Regions from separate parts of the Triticum aestivum genome. Here region 2 is linked to region 1. A link is a contact called in public Hi-C data. All regions are on one chromosome and are shown on one strand. The core of a region is the stretch at or near the end of the contact, and the rest is flanking DNA. Distances in the headings are between cores, read along the strand shown. Region 1 holds the start of LOC123071099 (cytochrome P450 94B3-like). Region 2 holds the start of LOC123071111 (UDP-glycosyltransferase 87A2).

Region 1 (4,918 bases), core at 1,672-4,171:
GAATATTTTCATACACAATGAAGTAATCTTCAGAGAACATCCAAAGGCAACTGATAGTTGATTTTGGAGTACGTTTGTCTGAACTTCTGTTTAGCAAATTTTAGATTTACGTGCAACAGCAATTGTGGAGACCATCAAGGCATTGAATTTAGCACTGCACGGAGTCGTTGGTTACTGAGGGAAATCACAAGTTCTTACTTGTAACGTGTGGTTTAGAGCTTCTCTTTTGATCTTTTACAGCATTTGTCTAATGATCAAGTATAGCGTTTACGTCGTTGTAACAAATAACCTTTTCATCCTTAATACAGTCAAGCTTAGACCTTATGCGTGTCCGTGAAAGGAAGAATTTGTGTCAAATCCTAGTGTTGGTTACATAAAACCCAGTATATATGATATTTCATCATCATGTATGCCAGGTTCATCTTTGGGAATTGAGTTCAGCTACAACAGATTAACAACACGCAGACCCCGCGGTCTACAGATTAGGGCTGGAAAGGCTGCCCTCTGCCTGACCAAGAGGTCAAGATCTAGGAAGTCACTTGCCCGTGTGCATGGTTTCCGAAAGCGGATGCGGACTACTGCTGGAAGAAAGGTTCTGAAGCGTAGACGTGACAGAGGAAGGAAGATTCTCTGCACAAAGTCGAACTCACCCACTGGGACAAAGTATTGATTACAGTGTAATGTGAGGCATTATGTATTCCAGCTGTAAGTTTACTCTTTTTGCACCCCATGTTCTCAGCCATGTTCATCTGTAACAATTGCTGCACATCTTTTCCCTGTACTTTGGTTAATAACTTGATATCTGAACTAAATTCCGACACTCGTGTAATTTATCCTTTTTGGTTGTGGCAGTCTTTAATGCTATGTTGTTTTGTGAGATTATATCATCTTGAGCACTGCATTCTATAACTTTGTAGGACCCCAATGCTATATATCACCCAAGTATTTTTTTTGCAGTAGGAGAAATCGATGCATACCTATAGCCTAACAGTTTTGGGAGCACCTCTTTGGTTGAACACTTCAGGCAGTCACTGGAATACATTTATCTCCTATGCTATCATGTACACCAGTACCTCCTTGCTCTTGGTTTAGTCATCTAGTGAATATGTTGACTGCCTGAATACATGGTGGCTCAAGACTGGCTAGAACCTGAATATGTAGGACTAAAACCAGTAGGCGTGAGAGAGGAGCAGCCTGTAGGCAAAGGGAACATGCCTAGCTGTTCGGTGGCCCCCTCTTCTTCACTTGCATGGGCAAGCCGCCCTCCATCCGTAAGGTCACGGAGAACACAGGCCCTGGCCGACTCTCGCCTCCGACGAACTGGAAGCTGAACCTCTCCAACACGCAGGCGGCGATGGACTTCATTTGTATGTAGGCCATCTCCTTGCCAAGGCACATCCTTGGCCCGGCATGGAAGACTGGGTACTTAAACGAGCTCTCCTGCCGGAACGCACCCTCCTTGTCGAGCCACCGCTCTGGCCGGTACTCTGCACAGTCGTCGCCCCATATCTCCTCTAACCGCGCCATGGCATACGCGCTGTAGGAGACCTGCCAACCTTTGCCTACAAATGTGCCGTCGGGCAGGATGTCGTCGTGCTGGCAGCAGCGCGAGTCCATGGCCACGGGCGGGTATAGCCGCATGGACTCTGTGACCGCTGCGTGCAGGTAGTGCATCTCACGCAGCTCGTCGAGGCTGAAGGCTGCATCCGCACTCCCGCTGGACACTCGCACCCCGCATATCTCGCGCACGATCTTCTCCTCCACCTCGCGCCGGCGGGACACGAGCCAGAAGAACCAAGTGAGCGCCGACGAGGTCGTGTCCCGCCCGGCTATGATGAAGCTGGTGACCACATCACGAAGGCTCTCGTCGCTGTGCTCGCAGCTGGAGACGAAGCGCGAGAGGAAGTCGTCCTTGCGCGCCAGCCCGGCAGCCCCCCTCTCGCTGCGATCACGGACAATCCTGTCGACATAGCCGTGGATCGTGGCGAGCGCCTTGCTCATCCGCCTCTCTGGCCCCATGTTGAGTAGCTTCTTGACCCGCCATGCCCACTTGACCGGCGACATGAACCGGGCCATGACCATGATCTGCGCGTCGTTCAAGGCATGCATGAACTCCGCACGCCCATTCACCCCCAGGCCGTCGTCGGTGAGGCACGCCGGGTCCTCGTCGAAGGCGACGCAGCAGATGTTGTCGAACGCGAAGCGCTCGAGAACGTCCTGCATGTCCAGCGTCAGGCCTTGTAGCTCCGCCCGGGAGAGCAGAGGCAGCAGCCGCTCGACGACCTCGAACCGGACGGTGCTGACCACGAAGTTTCTCAGCGAGCGCTTGCTGAACTCGTAGCTGGCGGCCTTGCGCTGCGAGAGCCACTGGTCGCCGTCGGAGTTGAAGATGCCGTGGCCGAGGAAATCCGCCATGGCGGACACCACGAACTCGCCCTTGGGGTAGTTCTGGAAGTTGGTCTTCACGATGTATTCCACATTGGCCGGGTTTGCTGTGATGGCACCGGCCATGAGGCCGAGGCTCTTGAAGTCGAAGACCATGGTGTGCGTGGGGCAACGAGCGATGACGCCAGCCGACCACTCGACGAGGCAGTCCTGGTTCTTGACGAAGTGTGGGAGCGTGCCGATGATGGGGTAGGCCTTGAGGCCGTCGGCGTGAGGTTGCTTCCTGGTGTTCCGACGTAGGCAGAGGACATATAGTAGAGGTAGGAGCAGGAGCAGGAGCATGGGTTGGGCCGAGGTCAACGAAAGCTCCATGGCCATCGAGATCTCAGGCTTGCCAAGTCCAAAAAAACTGTAGGAGTGAGTGGGGTGCTTGGAGGTTGGAAGTGTGAGCTGGGTGACTTTGAGTCTTTGGCTTCAGTAAGTCAAGGGCACTTGTAGATGAATACTGATTGGGCTTGTGCGAATGCGAAACCAACCAATCCTCAGAATACTGACGTCGGCGCTCAGGTGATCCCTGCTTCCTGGCAACTACGTATAAGCAAGTGAACCATCAACTAAAACATGACCAGTTTAACCAGACAAATCACTTGGACACAAACTGAACCATGAACAAATACTAGTCAATTTTGATGTCCACATCTTCGCAAAAACAAACTTACAATCCAGTGCTCTTGAATAGTTTAATGGTGCTTACATTTCCAAAAAAGAAAAGAAAAAAAAACTGTCCCAGTCAGTTGATCTGCTACCTGATTCGTTCAACTGCAACCGAACCATAAACAAACACTGTAAACTGTGATACTCACAAGTGATTCGTTCTTTTTCTTCTGTCTCCAGCATCCACACGAGAAACTCATGAGTCGTGACAAGTTAGCTAGTTTGGATGTACGTACGGTGCACTGCAACCAAGCAGTCACGCGATAACGATGAAGAACTGAGCAATCTGGTGTTAATTTTCCTTTTTTTCCTTGTTCTGCTGCTGAGTGCCCTTCTGAACCCACGTCGATTTCACGCGCAGCGTGGCATTTCCTGCATAGATCACCTGTCATCTTCTCTCAGTGGCTAGCTTATTTCTCTATAATTTTTCTCAACAACAACAAAAATACTACTCCCTTCGATCCATGTTAATTGTCACGGAAGTCGTACTAAGAGGGTGTTTGTTTTCAGGAACTTATTGATTTAAAGGAGAGTCTTATAGAGACTTATAGTTGTAATATGGTCTTATAAGGACTTATAAGTCCGAGGAACCAAACAGGTAGGGACTTTTTAGGGACTTAGAGGGTGTTTGTTTACAAGGACTTATTGGTTTAAGGACTTAAAAAAAAATCCCTATAAGTCTCATCTAAACCAAACAGGAGGGACTTATAGGGACTTAAAGTGGGCATTTGGGACTTATGAAATAAGACTTTCAAGGAGGGACTTATAGGAACTTATAGTTATAATATGGTCTTCTAGTCCATGTTAAGTCCCAGGAACCAAACATGTAGGGACTTTTTAGGAACTTGGGACTTATAAGTTGGGACTAAAAAAAGTCCTAAGACTTATGAACCAAACAGATCCTTAGGACTTATAAGTTGGGACTAAAAAAAGTCCTAAGACTTATGAACCAAACAGGGCCTAAGTCAGCGACAACAATTACTGAAAGAAAGAGACTGATGAGAAGTGCTGCCCTCTTCGACCCCTCCCAGTCGGTGTAGCGTATCAATCTCGGTATGCCGTTGGGGCTTTGACACAAGACAATTGTACCAATTTCTTCTACTTTTCCGGTAAGTGATGTACTGATGTGTAGAAGTCGCACTGTACCATAACGTGTGGAATAAAGGAAAGATTATCACAAATAATGGAGTAGTAAGGAGAAGGTGACGGGAGAGGAAGGTTTATCCCCGAAACCTAGGGCTCTCTGGCGGCGCTAGGGTTCGACGTGGAAACCGATCGGCGGCCGCAGATCTCATCGGCGGGCCGCCTCCAGGACTCGGCAGGGGTGATGGCGACACCACCCGCGGCGGAGACAACGCAGGAGACCTCGGGATCGACCAAAACCAGTTCAGCGAGGGAGAAACTCGAGGAAGCTTTGGGGAAGCTAGACATATCCGAGGAAGAGGCGACTCCCCTCGTGATAGATGATCGCCTGGATGGTGCTCCGGCGAAGTGGTTGCTGGCGGGTAAGGTCCTGTATCGAAACCAGTATCATATCCACACCATCGGCAATGCTTTGAGACCGGCTTGGGGAAACCCTAGAGGATTGCAGTTCCGCTCGACTGGAGCAAACATGCTTGTCGCTGAATTTGAGTCTCAGCGAGATCGTGACAGAGTTTGGGCAGGATCGCCTTGGCACATCAACAAGAACACGGTCATCTTGGCCGAGTTTGAAGAGTGCATGCGCCCAGATGAGGTCAAGTTCGATCGCTTGCATGTGTGGGCTAGGGTTCTTAACCTACCCTACAATCTGAGAGATGATGCATGGAGCCCCCCAATA
Region 2 (4,710 bases), core at 519-3,018, 690 kb after region 1:
CGCGACGTCTGTCCGGTACTACAGTGCCGGATTTTTTTCACAGTTCCAACCTCAGCGGAAGTTGTTACGGAAGTAATTTATTACTTCTATGCATTTCCAGTGCCAATTGATACCTGCCTTACGGTAGTACCGTAGGGGCGCGCGATAGTACTGCTCCGGCGGTTCTACCGCTCGTTGCCCTGTGCAACAGGCCCTCATCTGGTCACTACCACGCAAGCGGTAGTACCGCACCCTGCAACGGTAGTACCGCGTCGCGCGGGCTGAGAGAGGGGATAACAGTTGGATCTTTTCCCCCACTATATAAAGGGGGTCTTCTTCCCCAAGAAGACCACCTCTTCCCTCCCCAAGCTCCATTGTTGCTCAAACCTTCATTTTCGCCCGATCTCTCTCCCTAGCCAATCAAACTTGTTGATTTTCTAGGGTTTGGTTGAGAAGGCCTCGATCTACACTTCCACCAAGAGAAATTCGATTCCCCCCACTAATCTCTTGTGGATCTTGTTACTCCTTGGTGTTTGAGCATCCTAGACGGTTGAGGTCACCTCGGAGCCATATTCCATTATGGTGAAGCTTCGTGGTGCCGTTGGGAGCCTCCAATTATGTTGTGGGGATAGCCCCAACCTTATTTGTAAAGGTTCGGTTGCCGCCTTCAAGGGCACCAATAGTGGAATCACTGCATCTCGCATTTGTGTGAGTGCGTGAGAAGAATACGGTGATCCTAGTGGCTTCTTGGGGAGTATTGTGCCTCCACACCGCTCTAACGGAGACGTACTTCCTCTCAAAGGGAAGGAACTGCGGTAACACATCCTCGTCTCCACCGGCTCCACTCTTGGTTATCTCTTACCTTTACTTGTGCAAGCTTTTATTGTGTTGTATCCCTTGCTTGCTTGTGTGCTTGTTGTTGTTGCGTCATATAGGTTGCTCACCTAGTTGCACATCTAGACAATCTATTTTGATGCTAATTTTTATTTGGTCAAGAAAAGCTAAAAATTGTTAGTTGCCTATTCACCCCTCTCCCTCTAGTCAACCATATCGATCCTTTCAACCCTTATGAATGCAAAGCATGTGCACCCTACCTCTATGAGCATCTCTGGTAGACTGAGCCGACATATCATCTTGAGATTGATGAAGTCATCACAGACAACATCTTCTCCCACTAAACGAGCATCGTCCAAAAGCCTAAAATAATTTCAGAAAAATGCGAGCACCGATATCAAGGCTGGTAGTTGACTTGTCATAATCCACAATTTGACAGTTCACCATCATGATGCTAAACACTGCATAACTTGCCTAACGCGACTGGTGGCGTGTGCGACCCCTCGCGCGCACTCTTTACTTTGTTTTTGAAAGACCGCACTCTATAGTCCACACTGTTGACACGGCAATGCATTGAGCGTGACATTAAAATCTTCTGTCATTGTTTACGGGCCTCAGTTTGAAGGAAACCAAAATGCGGGAATTAGGAGTAATACGGAAATTTGATAGAATGGGACTTGTCATTCTAAGGAATTGTTTTGCCTCGTTCCTACGCACAAAATAAGATTAGAGTGGATGTGTAGATATCTTAAAAACATAGACAATGAATAGTATTACTACGAAATTTTTGTACGCGTTCACCAAATGCATCTATAAAAAATTTCCTACAACTTCCCTAAAAAAATCCTTCAAACCGAAATCAGTGTCTCGAAGATGTTCGTAGGTATAAGATGTACTGTACACGTGTGTGGGGTTACCCGCGGGCCGGCCGGCCAATAGAAAAGATGCTACACGTCGCCGCAGAATCCTCCGCGCGCACGTTGGCGGCTGACACGAGCACCAGAGTCACCGCACCTGCGCGCTCTGCTCACTCCAAACAAACATCGTCTGCGGCGTAGGCAGCGACAGCGCGACGAGAGCCACACACACTCGTCAGTCGTCACGGAGATGGCCGCCGCCGCCGCGGAGCCGTGCCGCTGCCACATTGTGGCGGTGCCGTTCCCCGGCCGGGGCCACGTCAACGCCATGATGAACCTGTCCCGCCTCCTGGCCGCGCGCGGCGCCGCGGTCACGTTCGTCGTCACCGAGGAGTGGCTCGGCCTGCTCCACTCCTCCTCCGCCCCGCCGCCGCCCGGCGTCCGCCTGCACGCCATCCCCAACGTCATCCCCTCCGAGCACGGCCGCGCCGCCGACCACGCGGGCTTCCTCGACGCCGTCGCCACCGAAATGGAGGCGCCCTTCGAGCTCCTGCTCGACCGCCTCCGTGAGGAGGAAGGGGGGGAGGTCCCGCCCGTCGCGGCGCTCGTGGCGGACACCTACGTGTCCTGGGTCGTGGGCGTCGGCAACCGGAGGGGCGTCCCGGTCTGCTCGCTCTTCCCCATGCCCGCCTCCTTCTTCTCCGCCTACTACCACTTCGAGTCCCTCCCGCCGCGCCTCGTCGACGAGCACGCCCCGGCCGCCGGCGCCACCACAGGTCAGGTTCCTCTTCCAAGCATTTTCTGATAGGCTGATAAAGCTCCCGATTACTGGACCATTAACGTTACTGATTGGGGAACCAACAACATTTCATTCAATTTGTTGGCTGTTGCATCTATCAGGTGTTGGATCTGAATGTACTACCATCTGATTTATAGTTCAGTGAGTACATGTGATTAATTAGTCATTTTCATGTTTGGCAATGTTTATGGACCATGCTCCGCGTCAGTCGGCCCTTTGCACATGCAGCTGCCGGCCCGCATCGTATCACTTGAAATACGTCGGGATGTGCACATAAATAATTAATGGAGCAGTCAAGCAATGGCACTTGAATCAGTGAAATGTTACTGTATATTTTTGGCAGAGTTATCAAGGACCCTAGTTCATGAACAGAACATGTGGTGTTTGTTTCTCTAGGCCTAGGACTTTTTCTAGTCCCTGGGGCTTTTTGAAAAAGACTCTCAAGGGGTGCTTCTAAGGACTTTTAGCAAAAAGTCCCAAAAAAGTCCCACCCTGTTTGGTTTGTTAGGGACTTTTTCTAGTCCCTGCACCAAAAAGTCCTTGGAAACAAACACCCCCTAAGGGTCTGCATGCAGTTTTTTTATAGGCCGTCCAAATAGCTAGAACTGAGCCATAGATCAAGCTTGAGAAATTGGTATCGCATATGAGTATTGTTTTAACTGTACCACATGGTTCTCATTTCGGGTGATTTTATTTTTTTTATAGTCATTGTTATAGTGGATGTAGTTTGTTCATTTCAGTAATGGACATGGCAGCTTGCAGCATTGCTCAGTCATCCTTTCTTTTCTGCAGATAAATCTGATAAGAGACTTGAGCACTATATCTCAGGCTTTGCTTCAAGTTCAGTAACCTTGTCTGATCTGGAGCCCTTAATTCACAACAAGAAAACAGTAAACCATGTCCTAGCAGCTGTCTCTAGCATCAAGAACGCGCAATGCCTCCTATTCACCACCATGTACGAGCTTGAGGCTGGTGTCATCAACTCCCTAAGGTCAGCACTCCCATGTCCAGTTCTCCCAGTTGGGCCCTGCATTCCCTACATGACACTAGAAGACCAGCATTCCAAGTCCAATGGAGAAGTTACCACCAGTCCAGGAGACTGCTTCACCTGGCTGGACTCTCAACCCGTGAACTCGGTGCTATATGTCTCCCTCGGCAGCTTCCTCTCTGTGTCAGCCTCCCAGCTTGATGAGATAGCATTAGGCCTTGCATCGAGCGGTGTCAGATTCTTATGGATTCTTCGTGAAAAGTCTTCCCGGGTGCGAGAACTTGTCGGCGACACCGACAGGGGCATGATAATGGCATGGTGCGATCAGCTGAAGGTTCTGTGCCATCCTTCTGTTGGGGGCTTCTTGACACATTGTGGGATGAACTCGACACTTGAAGCTGTCTTTGCTGGTGTGCCCATGCTTGCTCTGCCACTGTTCTTTGATCAACCGATTGATGGCCGTCTAATTGTTGAAGACTGGAAGGTTGGACTGGCCCTGCGCGAATGGGCCGATAAGGATGGCCTGATTGGGAGTCAGGACATTGCAAGGGCTGTTAAGAGGCTCATGGCCTGCGATGAGGACAATACCAAGGCGATAAGGAGGCGTGCCCTTGAGTGGAAAGAGGTCTGTGGCAGAGCTGTCGAAAAGGGTGGATCTTCCTATGATAATCTCAGTTCATTGATGCAGATGGTATGCGCGTCGCGATGTACTGAACTTGATCAGCAATGTTCCAAAACTGATGCTTGAAATGCATCATCTCAACCATTGATTTCATTGCTCTATTCAACCATCTTGAACACAATCAGCCATTTGGTTTCACTTTAGCTTGTGGGGGATAATCTCAATTCATTGTCCTGAAAACTCAATCAGCCATTTGGTTTCATTGCACCTTTAGCTTGTAATCTCAATTCATTGTCCTGAACTCAATCAGCCATTTGATTTCATTGCACTGCAAAGTGGCTACTGTGAAGTTTTTATGATAAGAAAATTTTAATGCGCAAACCACCTCTAAGACATGAATCAACAGTCTTTTATGAGCAGTGTTTATGAGCAGGCTCCAAATTATGAAGGTGCAAATATGGTTCAAGAATCAACAGTCATGTAAGCTGGTTAAATAAGGAGGAAGTTCAGAAGGACTAAAAAAGAAATTGATTGCACATTGTAAAGTGCCTGTGAGAAGAAAAAGTTAATGTGCAGATTTTGTAAATTGCAGTGCCGAAAAAGGCCAGTTCAAATTATGAAGTGCAAATTG

The links. Hi-C and Micro-C count contacts between places; a contact is called where the count stands out from the background.
Region 2: a contact with region 1 is called in a Hi-C map of leaf, with 5 times the contacts expected there. The contact joins the promoter of LOC123071111 here to the promoter of LOC123071099 in region 1. A contact is called at or near these places in 2 of 5 Hi-C or Micro-C datasets (both in leaf).

What each region holds. Positions count from the first base shown.
Region 1 is chr3B:589,143,320-589,148,237 of IWGSC CS RefSeq v2.1, forward strand. LOC123071099 (cytochrome P450 94B3-like) reads right to left here and starts at 2,922. Exons shown (of 1, transcript XM_044494576.1): 1 at 933-2,922. The coding sequence starts at 2,763. The coding sequence ends at 1,216. It overlaps LOC123071100 (50S ribosomal protein L34, chloroplastic), which reads left to right. Exons shown (of 2, transcript XM_044494577.1): 2 at 417-882. The coding sequence ends at 670.
Region 2 is chr3B:589,830,834-589,835,543 of IWGSC CS RefSeq v2.1, forward strand. LOC123071111 (UDP-glycosyltransferase 87A2) reads left to right here and starts at 1,769. Exons shown (of 2, transcript XM_044494600.1): 1 at 1,769-2,446; 2 at 3,262-4,402. The coding sequence starts at 1,921. The coding sequence ends at 4,205.